Linked DNA regions of Mus musculus: regions 1, 2 and 4 are each linked to region 3. Evidence: chromatin contacts called from public capture Hi-C and promoter capture Hi-C data. All regions are on one chromosome and are shown on one strand. The core of a region is the stretch at or near the end of the contact, and the rest is flanking DNA. Distances in the headings are between cores, read along the strand shown.

Region 1 (2,729 bases), core at 170-2,669, 280 kb after region 3:
CTGCCCTCTCCTCACTGTGTGCTGTACCAGCGCTAGGAGGCTGGGTCCCCTCAGGGCCTGCAAGGTCACACACCAAGACTTTCTGACTTTGCTTGGGAAGCCCTTTCATGGTCTGGCCCCTGCCTAGCTGCACTGAGTTCTCTGGATCCTATGCTCTTTGATCCATGAATTCGCACTGCTCTCTGAGCCCAGGAAAGCAAGCCCTTCCTTTTTTTTTTTTTTTTTTCTTTTTTAAGTTATCTTTTTCTTTAATGCCATCTACTGCAGAAAACCCTTCCCTCTAAGTCTACCAACTGAGGCCTAGTTCAGAAGCTCTCTCTGAGCACCCATAACTTCCATAGGTGTCCATATTTGGTTTGCTAAGTTTGTTGCTATTCCTCCTGGTCTTGATTGTGTTTCTTGAGGGTTGGAATCACAATCCCAGTGTCAACCAGTGTCTGCACAGGACAGACCTCCATAAATAAAAAACAGAGCAAGGGATACCTCAGTAGCAGAATGCTTGCTTAGCATACACAGGGACCCTGGGTTCCATCCCCAGCTGGAAATTTTCAAAAAGGGGAGTGGTTGCCAATGGAAACAATCACGGTAGTTCACGTTAAACTAGATATCTGTCACAAGGCTAGAAAGGCCAAGTGGTAAGACATAAATAGCACTCTGAAACCAATGGAGTTAAGAGTTTTGGGTGTTATTTTTACTTGTGGATTCCCCCCCCCCCCAAGACTCTTAGGTGGCCCCTGCTTCAATTCCCAAGAACCTCATCAGGTGCTCCCTGGTTCTTGGGCATCTCATCCCAGGAGTCTGCCACCTGTACCACCCTAATATATGATTTGAGTTGGAGCTCTCTTACTCCTCCTGTCCCAAGGCTTGTCCCCTGCCACTGACCCCGGAAGCTCTCTCTTAGTACCTCACTTGCCATGTTACCTCCACCAAACATCAGGACCCTGTGCCTCCCTTCTGAGATTTCTGCCCATGTTTTGTACTCCAAGGCTACAGTGACCCTCCCTGGTATCTGTTGCGTCCTAATCCCTTCCCAAGCATCCCTGTATGTTTTGTTTTGTTTTTTCCTGAGCACCCAAGGCCTCCAGGGCCAACCTTTGACGCTCTCTGCGTTCTCCAGGATCTTGCTGGTTGGCATTTTGAGACGGGATTCCTTCTTGATGGCCTTCATGGTGCCGTCCGGGGTTACCTGCCTTGGCCCTGTGCTCCCCGCCCCTAAGATGACTGCGCAGCGCGGCAGCCCCCGCCGCGATCCCGCCCTCAAGCGGCCGCCGTAGCGTCCATAGCAACCAGCGCCACGCGCAGGGGGCGCGCACCCACCGAGCAACTTGAGCGGGGACTGCCTTTCAGTAATCTTCTTCATCATGACGCGCTCCTGCACCGCAAGCGGCTCCTTAGGCTTGTTCGCAGACCCCGAGAATGCCCCGGTCAGACTCTTGACGTCACAGGAGGCGCTAAAGAGCGCCAAGGCGTCATCGACTGGGCCTGACAAAGGGTTGCTGTAGGAACTGGCCGAAGCTGAGTGACTGGAATGGGGACAGTAGCAACCTCGGCCGCCATAGGATCTCCCACCTAGACTCCCCAGATGTTTCTGCTCTGGGTCACCGCTTGCTGACCAGTCTTCAGGCTTCCGGCACGCTCATCTCACACCAGGCTGACCATGCATTGACTACTTTTCCTAGTTTAAGTGCCCCAGACTCCGCCTCCACCGGCCTGTCATCTGCCCTGCCCACTAATCAGCCATCACTTCCTAGGCCAGTCAGACTTTTACCAGATTTGGGGTCTTTGCATAGACATGCTGCCTTTGGTTCTCGTGAAGATGTACTTTCCCGTTACCTCACATTTCTAAGTGTATCCACGTCATTCCTTCCTTCCTTTATTCATTTTTACCCAGAGCTCTAAAGCATTCAGAAATTATCAGGTTTGTTTCTGAGGTTGGATCCCTCTCCAGGACTACTACAAACTCCTCTCGACCTCGCTCCCTGTGACTGGACACATGCTCCAAGGGCAGCCTCCCTTCTCAGTCACACTCACAGCATCTCTGGTTCAGTTCACTTCAGGGACACTTGGGGCGGCATTTAGGACACTCCAGGGAGATGCTCTGTCACCTGTGTCCTCCAAGGGACAGGTTATGAAAATGAGGTATGGGGGGTTAGGGAGTGCGCGTTGGAGCTACTGTTTCTTTGAGAAATGTGGTGTGCATGAATGACAGACTGAGTTGTGGAGAAGGAAAGAGCTTCTAGCAGCAAAACGGCAGGCTACGTGACAACCTCCCCGAGGAGGGCTCATGGTTTTTGTTTTTCTCCTTTTCTTTTTAAAGATATTTCTTTTAACCCATGTTATCCTCAGACTTTACTACTACAGCTAAGGCAGGGGTTAATCCAGATCCTTCTATCTAACTCCCAACAGTGAGCCTACAGATGTGCTGCATCTCCAAGCATGGGTAAATGAAACTTTGTTTGGTTCTGTTTTCCAACACTGGAAATTGAACTCAGGGCCTTGTACACACTAGGCAAGTGTTCTGTCATTGAGCTAGTCCCTAGCTGGTATGGTTTGTCAAGGGAAGGTATGTAGGTACCAGGCAGGTAGTCACTTCAATTGTGCAATGCTTAAAAACAAAAATAGCCCTTCCGGAATGTGGTGGGTTCTACATCTTATCTCTTGCTCAGGGTGGTGAGAGCAGTAGACTAGTGTGGATCTAAAGAAGACCTCCCACTTGGGAGATAAAGGCA
Region 2 (2,700 bases), core at 178-2,677, 270 kb before region 3:
GGAGGGACTCAGAAGGCCCAAGGCCTTATCCCTGCCTTGGGAGCTATTGGCAATTATTGGCAATTAAGGGGGGGGGGGCACTCTTCACTGATGTAGCCATGGGTAAACTGTCCATGCCACAGCAAATAACTCCTCTATCCATCAAGCAAGCAACTCCAATTAAACTCATTCAAACACACACAAACACACACACAGAGAGAAAAAATATAAGACATGAAAGTAGGAGAGAACTTGTTGGAAGAATTCAGGCTAGATGAGAGAGTGTAAGGGGAGAGGGTGAAATGACTAAATATATCACATACATGTAGAAAATTGTCAGAGAATAAAAAGATAAAAACTTGAAAGTCCATTATGTAAGACTAGCAATTAACATTTATTAAATTACATATTATGGGGAAAGGGCAATGAGTATTGTAACTAACCAATGAACTGTGGATTATGAGAAAAACCACAGCCCAATACCTAACATGGGGCATCATCCAGGAAGAAGACACCTGGAGAACATCCATTCCAGAATGTTCCATTTCCAGGGTACACTGCCTCACAAGATGAAAGGAGACTCCACCTTGAAAGACGATACCTAAGAGGACAGCAACACCGGCTCCTGGCTCTGTCTTTCTAAACTTGGGTTCACCTCTAATTTTATACCCTAAGAATGAGGCCTGAGCCAGCTAGACGGCCTAGCAGACCTTGAGTTGTACTACAAGCATGTGTTGGGTCCCACGAACCCGCTCCACAAAATTACCTTCTGGGGTTCACATGTGAGCTAGGGCATGCATGAACCTTTGCATGATCATTTTTGTTCCTGACTTCCTGTCCCTCTCGCCTGCCCGGTCTGTAAGCCAGTCCACCTATCTTTGATACCAAACCACGGGGTCTCGCAGTCAATAGGAGCAAAGAGCAGGCCTTAAGTGGCAATCGCGCCCCCCATAAAGAGAAAGACAGAAGCCACAGACTAGCTGGAGAATGTCTGAAGGAAAGATTATTCAGAAATGGCTGAAACATCCTCTATGAAAGCCTCTGCATACCGATCTCTCTTTCTTTCTCTCTTCACTCACATTCACACACACAGAGAGTGTCATTCATTCATTCAGCAAGCACCACCCGAGTACCAACTCTGTGCCCAACAGCGGACTGGAAAGAGAATAAGGCATAGCCCTGCCGCGAGCCGGACAGGAACTGCGGCCACGGACAAAGGCGAGCCCACGTGGCGTATCAAGCTGACAGGTCTGTACCTGGCCACAGCCTGCCATCTCCCTGCCTGCCATCTCCCTAACACCCCGCGGAGAGTGCACCCTTTAGTGAACGCCCACCTCCCTCCCCATTCACCTAAACCCTCAACTTGTCTCCTTGACTCTCAACTTGACCCCTCTTACCCCTTCAGATGACAAGGCTTTACCGCCGGCTGCGACTGCCCGCACCGGAAACGCTCCCCGGCCTCACGTGGTTCCCCGCAGCTGCTCGCACGGAACCTTTTCGGACAGTTCCGATTCAGGGGAGCCCTTTTAGCGGTACACCGCCGGTCCCCGCTTCTTCTGGGGAGTCGGATGTCATTCTAGGGAGCACTCGCCCAGTGTTTAACTTCCGACACTGGGTGTGGTGTTTTGGATTTTTTTACCCCCCCTGTCTGGCGGCCATCTTCTGTTTCTCCCCTACGGCTGCCTGTGACTCACTTCCTCCGTTCCCGAGAAAATCTAGTTTTTCCCGACAGGTGGCGCTCACACTGCATGAAGTCACAACTAGAGCTTCAGTGGCCGTGTCATTCCACCTTCCCTTCATTCTGTCAAGCAACAAATGTACTGAATCCTATGTGCCGGGTAGGAACATTCTAGAGCCTAGGGTTGAAGTTTACTTGGGAGCTTACTAGTAGGGTTGAGAATTGCGACAATAAAGAGAAAATTGATAGTGAACACACAGTGCAAGTGCTGATAAGAAAGAACAGAGCAGGGGGAAAAAATTAAGGCTGAGAAATCTCTGCAGAAGTGATAATCAAAAGGACCTACATGAAGGGAGAAAGCCCGTTATTACCTGAGAGCCAAGAATTATAGTGAATACCTGATGGTAGGAAACGCGGGAGGAGGGTTTTATTATTGTTGTTATTATTGTATGTAGGGTCTCATTATGTAACTCTGACTTTTCTGGAACTCACTGTGTAGATCAGGCTGGCCATGACCTCGCAGAGACTCCCTCTTAGTCTGCCTCCCGAGTTCTGGGATTAAAGGCATAACCACATCCGGCATTATTTATTTGTTTGCTTATTAAGATGTATTTATTTTATGTATGAGTGCTCTATCTGCATGTATACCTGCAGGCCAGAAAAAGGCATCAGATCCCATTATAGATGATTGTGAGCCACTACGTGACTGCTGGGGATTAAACTCAGGACCTCTGGAAGAGTAGACAGTGCTCTTCATCATTGAGCCATCTCTCCAGCCTCTTATTATTTATTTACATGTACACGCGTATGTCAGTGTATGAAGTGGTCAGTTCCAATGGCGGTGGAGTTACAAACAGTTGCGAGTGATCTGATGTGAGTGCTAGGAACGGAACTTGGGTCCTCTGCAAGGACAGTGTGTGCTTCATAGCCACTGGACCAGCTTGCCAGCCCAGATGATGTGTTTGTTTGCTTGCTTGCTTTTTTTGTTTTGTTTTTTGTCTTTTGTTTTTAATGAAATGGAGGGACTGGGGTGTTGGTCAAAT
Region 3 (2,700 bases), core at 154-2,653:
ACCACTGCAGCATCCTAGCACTGTGTACCACTGCAGCATCCTAGCACTGTGTACCACTGCAGCATCCTAGCACTGTGTACCACTAGAGCATCCTACCACTGTGTACCACTGCAGCATCCTACCACTGTGTACCACTGGGGCATCCTACCACTGTGTACCACTGCAGCATCCTACCACTGTGTACCACTGGGGCATCCTACCACTGTGTACCACTGCAGCATCCTACCACTGTGTACCACTGAAGCACCTGTCTTAAGAGGCTTGAGAATGGTCCTCAGAGAATGTGAGGCAGCAGCCATTCTCTCCATGGGAAGCCTCATGCTTTCTCAAGGTGACCAGCTACTTCTAGAAGCACCAGGCTCTCCCATGTTTGTTAGTGATGCCTAATCCATACCCAAAGCCCTGGGAGACTCTGAGCTACCCTCAGAGACGGCCAGCCTGGTAGTGGCCACACCTAAATCAGGCACGAGTACTATGATAAACCAATGGGCAGGAGTGAACAAGGATGGCTCTTAGAAGAACCCATCTGGTAGCCAGGGAAGAAGGTCTGGAGGTGGCTCTTGACTACAGCAGCATCCACGAGGGAGGAGCATGTGGGGATACTGAAGAGTCAGAGAGGTGATAACTCAGTTCATTTCCCTCCCAGGAGACTTAGACTGCGTGTACAGATTGGCTCCTGCTCACTCTGCCCAGGAGTCTCATTACTGTACGGCTGAGTTCAAACCTGAGGAAGAGCCTAAAAGCCTGGTGAAACTAATTGCAACAATGTGTCAAACAGACATATTTCCAAGCCAACCTGTCCTTCCCTGGCTCTGGCATCACTCTGTGTGAGCATCCATCCTCTACCTGTGAGTGGGCAGCTGAACATCCACTATGCTGTCATGTTATCCCATGCTGCGTGCCTTGTATGGTGCTAGCCCACAGCAGCCCTCAACAAACACAAAGAGGAGAGTCCTCAGAGATGGATTTGGACACTACACCCTCTTCTTCTAGGCCTCAGCTGTGATAGGCAGACTCAAGCCCTGTTTGTCTCTAGGTTGGCAGCGTCTGTGTCCCTTTATGTGCCTGGAGTCACTCCTGAGTCGTCGTTCATCCCCACCCACCCCCCTCCACCATAGCTCCCATACCATCACCAACCCACTCAAGTGGTCCATCTTAGGCTTCAGGAATCTCACTCACCTGGTCTGTTTCACACTCTCGCTTGCAGGTGCTCTGGGCATCCACCCAGAGGTTGGGGTTCATGTCGTTGGGGCAGATGCCCGCATGGGAGTATCGGATGGGTGGCAGTGCTAGGCCTCGAAGGGGAGCCTCGAGGAGCAGCAGCAACAGCAGCCCCCAGTGAAACCAGAACCGATGATACCCTGGGGCACACATGGTGCCGTCTGCAGTGGTCAGAGGGTACCCCTGTAATGACACCAAGAGCTGATGCCCACGGGGGCCTTCTTCTCCAGGGCTGGCAACACCTGCCCTTCTCACCCTAGCAAGTGAGCCTCTCCTTGCTGAGCCTGCTTGCTGGCTTCAGCTGCTGTGACTGGCTCCACCAAGTGCAGCCTGCTGGGCTGTGAGGCTTCAGATAAAAGAAAGGTCTTTGGAAGGAAACTCTGTTCCCCCCCACCCCACCCCCCACCCCGGGTGCGTAGGGAGAGGAACACAGCAGGGGCTCGAGCCTGGATTTATATCCTGGGCGCACCACCCGAGTGGGAGCGAGCTAACCCGAAGCCTGTCAGAGGCAGGCTGCTGGCGCCTCTGTCCCGTGGCTGATCACAGACGTATTGCAGAAGGGGGGAAAGCTGGAAGCAGTTTAGGCAGCGGTCTCTGGCACGGTGGGACACCTGCTTGTTTTTGACTCCAGGAGGCCTTTAACCCCTTCCAGGGACAGAAATGGCATGTGCTTTGGGGGGAGCTGGCCCCAGGACACGCACGCTCGCTGTGAGGCAGGTTTGTTTCCCTTTCCCCACCTCCTTGAGGCCAGGCCCCCCTCCTCCCCTTCAGCCACCTCTAAAGAACACACAATCGCTTGTTATGAGGAAGGACCTGAGCCGCTGTGTTAGCGTCGCCCAGCTCGATAGTACATTTGAGAGCAAATGACGTGGAAAAACAAGTTCACGGCCATTCAAGGGCGGGCCCAGGCAGCCGGCGCTGTGCTGTGTAAGCTGACTCCCACCCCGGGCACCAAGTCCCCTTGTGGGGGGTATGCACACGGGCAGCGCCACATCCCTGAGTTACAGGGGTTACCGGCAGTCCATGTCTTAAGTTCCAACTTTGGTGAATTCCCCCAAAATCATTCCAGAGAGACATACCAGATACCAGATATGGTCTGGCTCCCCCGGGGGCTGCTGGGACGGATCACGTTCCTCATTCCTGTCTCTACACACTTGTGGAGGAGTCCAAGAAACTGGTGCAGCTACAGTATCCCAGGACTCCACTACACCAGCACCGAGCTGTCCTCGCCAGTGGCCACGGTGGCCCCTGCTTGGTGAGCCCTTGGGTGTTAGGCACGCTATGGACACGTGGTTCTACCTCCTCCTGCCACACGGAGTGAAAGGCTTCCGGTGGAAGAACACAAGCAATTTGCCTAGGGTCCTCAGAACCACCAATCATATCATAATCCTTACACGCTCCCAACCCCCTAATGCATCATTCTGTTTAATCCTCACAGCAAGCTGCACCTCCAGTTTGGACTTAAGCAAAGGATGGATG
Region 4 (2,796 bases), core at 92-2,591, 340 kb after region 3:
GGTGTGGCTACCGTAGATAGAGTACTTGCCTGACCTTCAATGAAGACTGGGGTTAGCTCCCTAGAACCAGACGGAAGGATGAATGCTTACTAAGTAATTAATTTTCTGTTATTTGCTATGTGGATGACAGATTTTTGACTGCGGTGCCTTCCTTAGAGACTCATTGGACCTAACCACTGGCCTCAATATACACCTATATCTGAGCTGACGGACACCTTGACACTGGAAGTGATGGCCAAGCTACTGGGCTCTGTCAGTATTTCCCTACACTGAAGATTGAGAACTTAAGTTGAGACAGGACCACACATATCGGTGAGCTAATTTCTGAAGCCAGGTTGGACGATTTGTGCCACCTCCAGTATGCAACTGTCCAAATGCCTGTTCACCAATTTAAAAAAAAAAAGATTTATAGTGACTTATTGCTCGTAAGTTCACATAGGAAGGACAGCAAAAGTCTTAATGAGCCGGGCAGTGGTGGCACACGCCTTTAATCCTAGCACTTGGGAGGCAGAGGCAGGCAGACTTCTGAGTTCGAGGCCAGCCTGGTCTACAGAGTGAGTTCCAGGACAGCCAGGGCTACACAGAGAAACCCTGCCTCGAAAAACAAAACAAACAAACAAAAACAAAAAGAAAGAAAAAATATTTTAATGACTGAACCAGATAATTTGAATGAATCTTATAAAAATAATGATAAATAAAAGACATTAGGATCAGGTATGGTGGTGTGCCTTAGTCCCAGAACTCAGGAGGTAGAAGAAAATGAGACAGGCTAGGAAGACTAGGAAAAGAAAGGACCATGGGAAAGGAAAGGGATGTGACATCCCGGAGTGTGGCTTGCTAGAATCTGAAATCTCTCCCTTGCTAGTAGTTGAAATTTTCATCACAATTAACAATACACTTAACAATTAACACTACAATCTGGTCTACAGAGCGAATTCCAGGACAGCCAGGGATACAAGGAGAAACTCGGTCTTGGCTTGGTGGGGTGGTGGTGGTGGTATAGGGTAGATTGCTCATGTGAAGAAAATACTCTTTTTTTTTTTTTTTTTTTTTGCAGAGATATCTGAAGTAAAAGTGGTAGAGCAGCAAAGTGCATGCATGAAATGAAGGAACATATGACCTTTGAATTTAACCTTATCTCTTTCCTGGCTGCTGTAGATGGCTCTCAGGGGCTCTCACAAACAAGGTTATTACCTTGTTAACAGTAAAAACAACTCTACTCTCTTGTGATCTTGTATAGCAAGGATTCCATAGACTTTGTGACCTATGGAGCCACCCTCTTACCTCACTTATTGAAAAGGTTTAAGGAAAAAAAATTCCTTAGAAACCCTTTGAACAATGGAATGCAGAAGTCACCAAAATCTAGCTGGGTGTGGTGGTGCCTGGCGGTCCTCATCCCAGCACCGAGGAAGTAGAAGCCAGGAGTTCAAGGTCATCGTCAGCCACACACCAAAGTTTAATAGAAGAGGCTCTGTCACAAACTCTCTTTAATAAACATCACTCACTGCCTAGTGAGAGCTTTCTGCTAGCCTGGGTTACATAGAGAATTCAGAGATAGCCTGGGGTTCGTAGTCCAACCTGTACTCAAGAAACAAAAACAGTGCTTTAGCTAAGTGATAAAACACTGGCTTGGTGTGCAAAGGCGTAAGTTTGATCCCCAGTACCTCATAGATAGATTGATAGATTGATTGATAGATAGATAGATAGATAGATAGATAGATAGATAGATAGATAGATATTCACCCAGGCATGTGAGGCTGTAATTTCAGTACACCGAAGGCATCAAGAGTTTGAGGCCAACCTGGGCTACACAGCAAGATCCCATCTCAACACAAACAAAACTTAAAGGCAAGTAAAATTAAAAACAAAGAAATGCTGAAGAGATGTCTCGGGTTAAGAGTGTCTCATGCTCCTGCAGGGGATTGGGACTTAAAAGGAAGAGGTTAGGAGAGAAGGGAGGGAGGGGAAGGGAGGGAGACAGGGGGTGGGCACAGCGTAGGGAGTGGTGGCGCACATCTATGATCTAGTAAGAGGTGTTTGTTTAGAAGTTACTTTTGCTAATAACCTTTGACTCCGGACCACAGGAAAGCCTGGCACCTCTGCCTTCCCTTTTCACCTGTCCCCTTCACTTTGTGACAACCTGCTTACCTCTGCTCCTGCCAAAGTGTCTACCTAGAAAGCAGAGATAAAAGTATCTCATTTCCCTTCAAGGTTGAAGTCACAAAGGTTCTCATCTACTAAACCTAGTAGGGCCTGAGGCAGGACAAATCCCAGACAAGATACCATTTCAAAGGTAGAGAAGCTATAAAATGGAGCAGGTGTGTGTGTGTGTGTGTGTGTGTGTGTGTGTGTGTGTGTGCACGAGAGCGCGCACACGCTCACACTTGCTCACACATCTCTGCGGATGCTTGTGCCACAGTGCACATGTGACCTATGGAGATCCGAGGACGGTGGCCCCTTCCTTCCCATCTTATCTTAAGGTAAGGCATGCAGCCCAGCTTTTCCATGAGCTATCAACCTACTATTTTGTAGGACTCAGATTCATTCTCTCTTGCTATCAACAATAGATCTTGCTTCCTCCCAGGGCTATAGGTGAAGAGCAGAGCTACACCACAGCCAGGAATTCTTAATCACCAACACCACCTGCTCACAGTCCTGACTTTTCAAGTCTGACACTCATGTCACTACCCCAAAGATGGCCACATTGACTATATTTCCTATGTAGAAATTTGGGTTGGGTGGGTGAACGTGGCTTGTTGGAGTGGCTAGTGGAAAGCTTTGTCCTAAAAGTTCTAA

Evidence for each region. Promoter capture Hi-C pulls out the DNA fragments that hold promoters and counts their contacts. Capture Hi-C pulls out chosen DNA fragments and counts their contacts.
Region 1: a promoter capture Hi-C map of adipose tissue shows a contact between it and region 3. The contact joins the promoter of Mycbpap here to the promoter of Wfikkn2 in region 3. A contact is called at or near these places in 1 of 39 promoter capture datasets (embryonic stem cells), 1 of 15 datasets of contacts at CTCF or cohesin (the NIH/3T3 cell line), 5 of 484 Hi-C or Micro-C datasets (the AML12 cell line, brown adipocytes, cortical neurons and 2 more), 2 of 115 datasets of contacts at active chromatin or transcription factors (embryonic stem cells and pancreatic cancer cells) and 4 of 9 other capture datasets (adipose tissue, embryonic stem cells, liver and 1 more).
Region 2: a contact with region 3 is called in a capture Hi-C map of embryonic stem cells, with 4 times the contacts expected there. The contact joins the promoter of Nme1 here to the promoter of Wfikkn2 in region 3. A contact is called at or near these places in 17 of 39 promoter capture datasets (the C10 cell line, the HPC-7 cell line, the SN4741 cell line and 12 more), 8 of 484 Hi-C or Micro-C datasets (the G1E-ER4 cell line, Th1 cells, embryonic stem cells and 1 more), 6 of 115 datasets of contacts at active chromatin or transcription factors (embryonic limb bud, embryonic midbrain, embryonic stem cells and 2 more) and 4 of 9 other capture datasets (adipose tissue, embryonic stem cells, liver and 1 more).
Region 4: a promoter capture Hi-C map of embryonic stem cells shows a contact between it and region 3, with 2.2 times the contacts expected there. The contact joins the enhancer-like site here to the promoter of Wfikkn2 in region 3. A contact is called at or near these places in 7 of 39 promoter capture datasets (3T3-L1-derived adipocytes, the HPC-7 cell line, cranial neural crest and 4 more) and 1 of 9 other capture datasets (adipose tissue).

What each region holds. Positions count from the first base shown.
Region 1 is chr11:94,520,083-94,522,811 of GRCm38.p6, forward strand. It overlaps Mycbpap (MYCBP associated protein), which reads right to left and starts at 1,420. Exons shown (of 19, transcript NM_170671.2): 1 at 1,318-1,420. The coding sequence starts at 1,363.
Region 2 is chr11:93,966,845-93,969,544 of GRCm38.p6, forward strand. Nme1 (NME/NM23 nucleoside diphosphate kinase 1) reads right to left here and starts at 1,428. Exons shown (of 5, transcript NM_008704.3): 1 at 1,377-1,428. Gm35198 (a long non-coding RNA gene) reads left to right here and starts at 1,661. Exons shown (of 3, transcript XR_388959.3): 1 at 1,661-1,817.
Region 3 is chr11:94,241,176-94,243,875 of GRCm38.p6, forward strand. Wfikkn2 (WAP, follistatin/kazal, immunoglobulin, kunitz and netrin domain containing 2) reads right to left here and starts at 1,404. Exons shown (of 2, transcript NM_181819.2): 1 at 1,180-1,404. The coding sequence starts at 1,374.
Region 4 is chr11:94,579,145-94,581,940 of GRCm38.p6, forward strand. All of the region lies in intron 1 of Acsf2 (acyl-CoA synthetase family member 2), which reads right to left. Among named protein-coding and RNA genes, the nearest start is that of Chad, 15 kb to the left of the region's middle. Within about 2 kb of position 1,342, at least 10 of the 459 cell types and tissues checked have an H3K27ac peak or open chromatin away from gene starts, as enhancers often do. A contact at or near this core is called in embryonic stem cells, where this site is marked.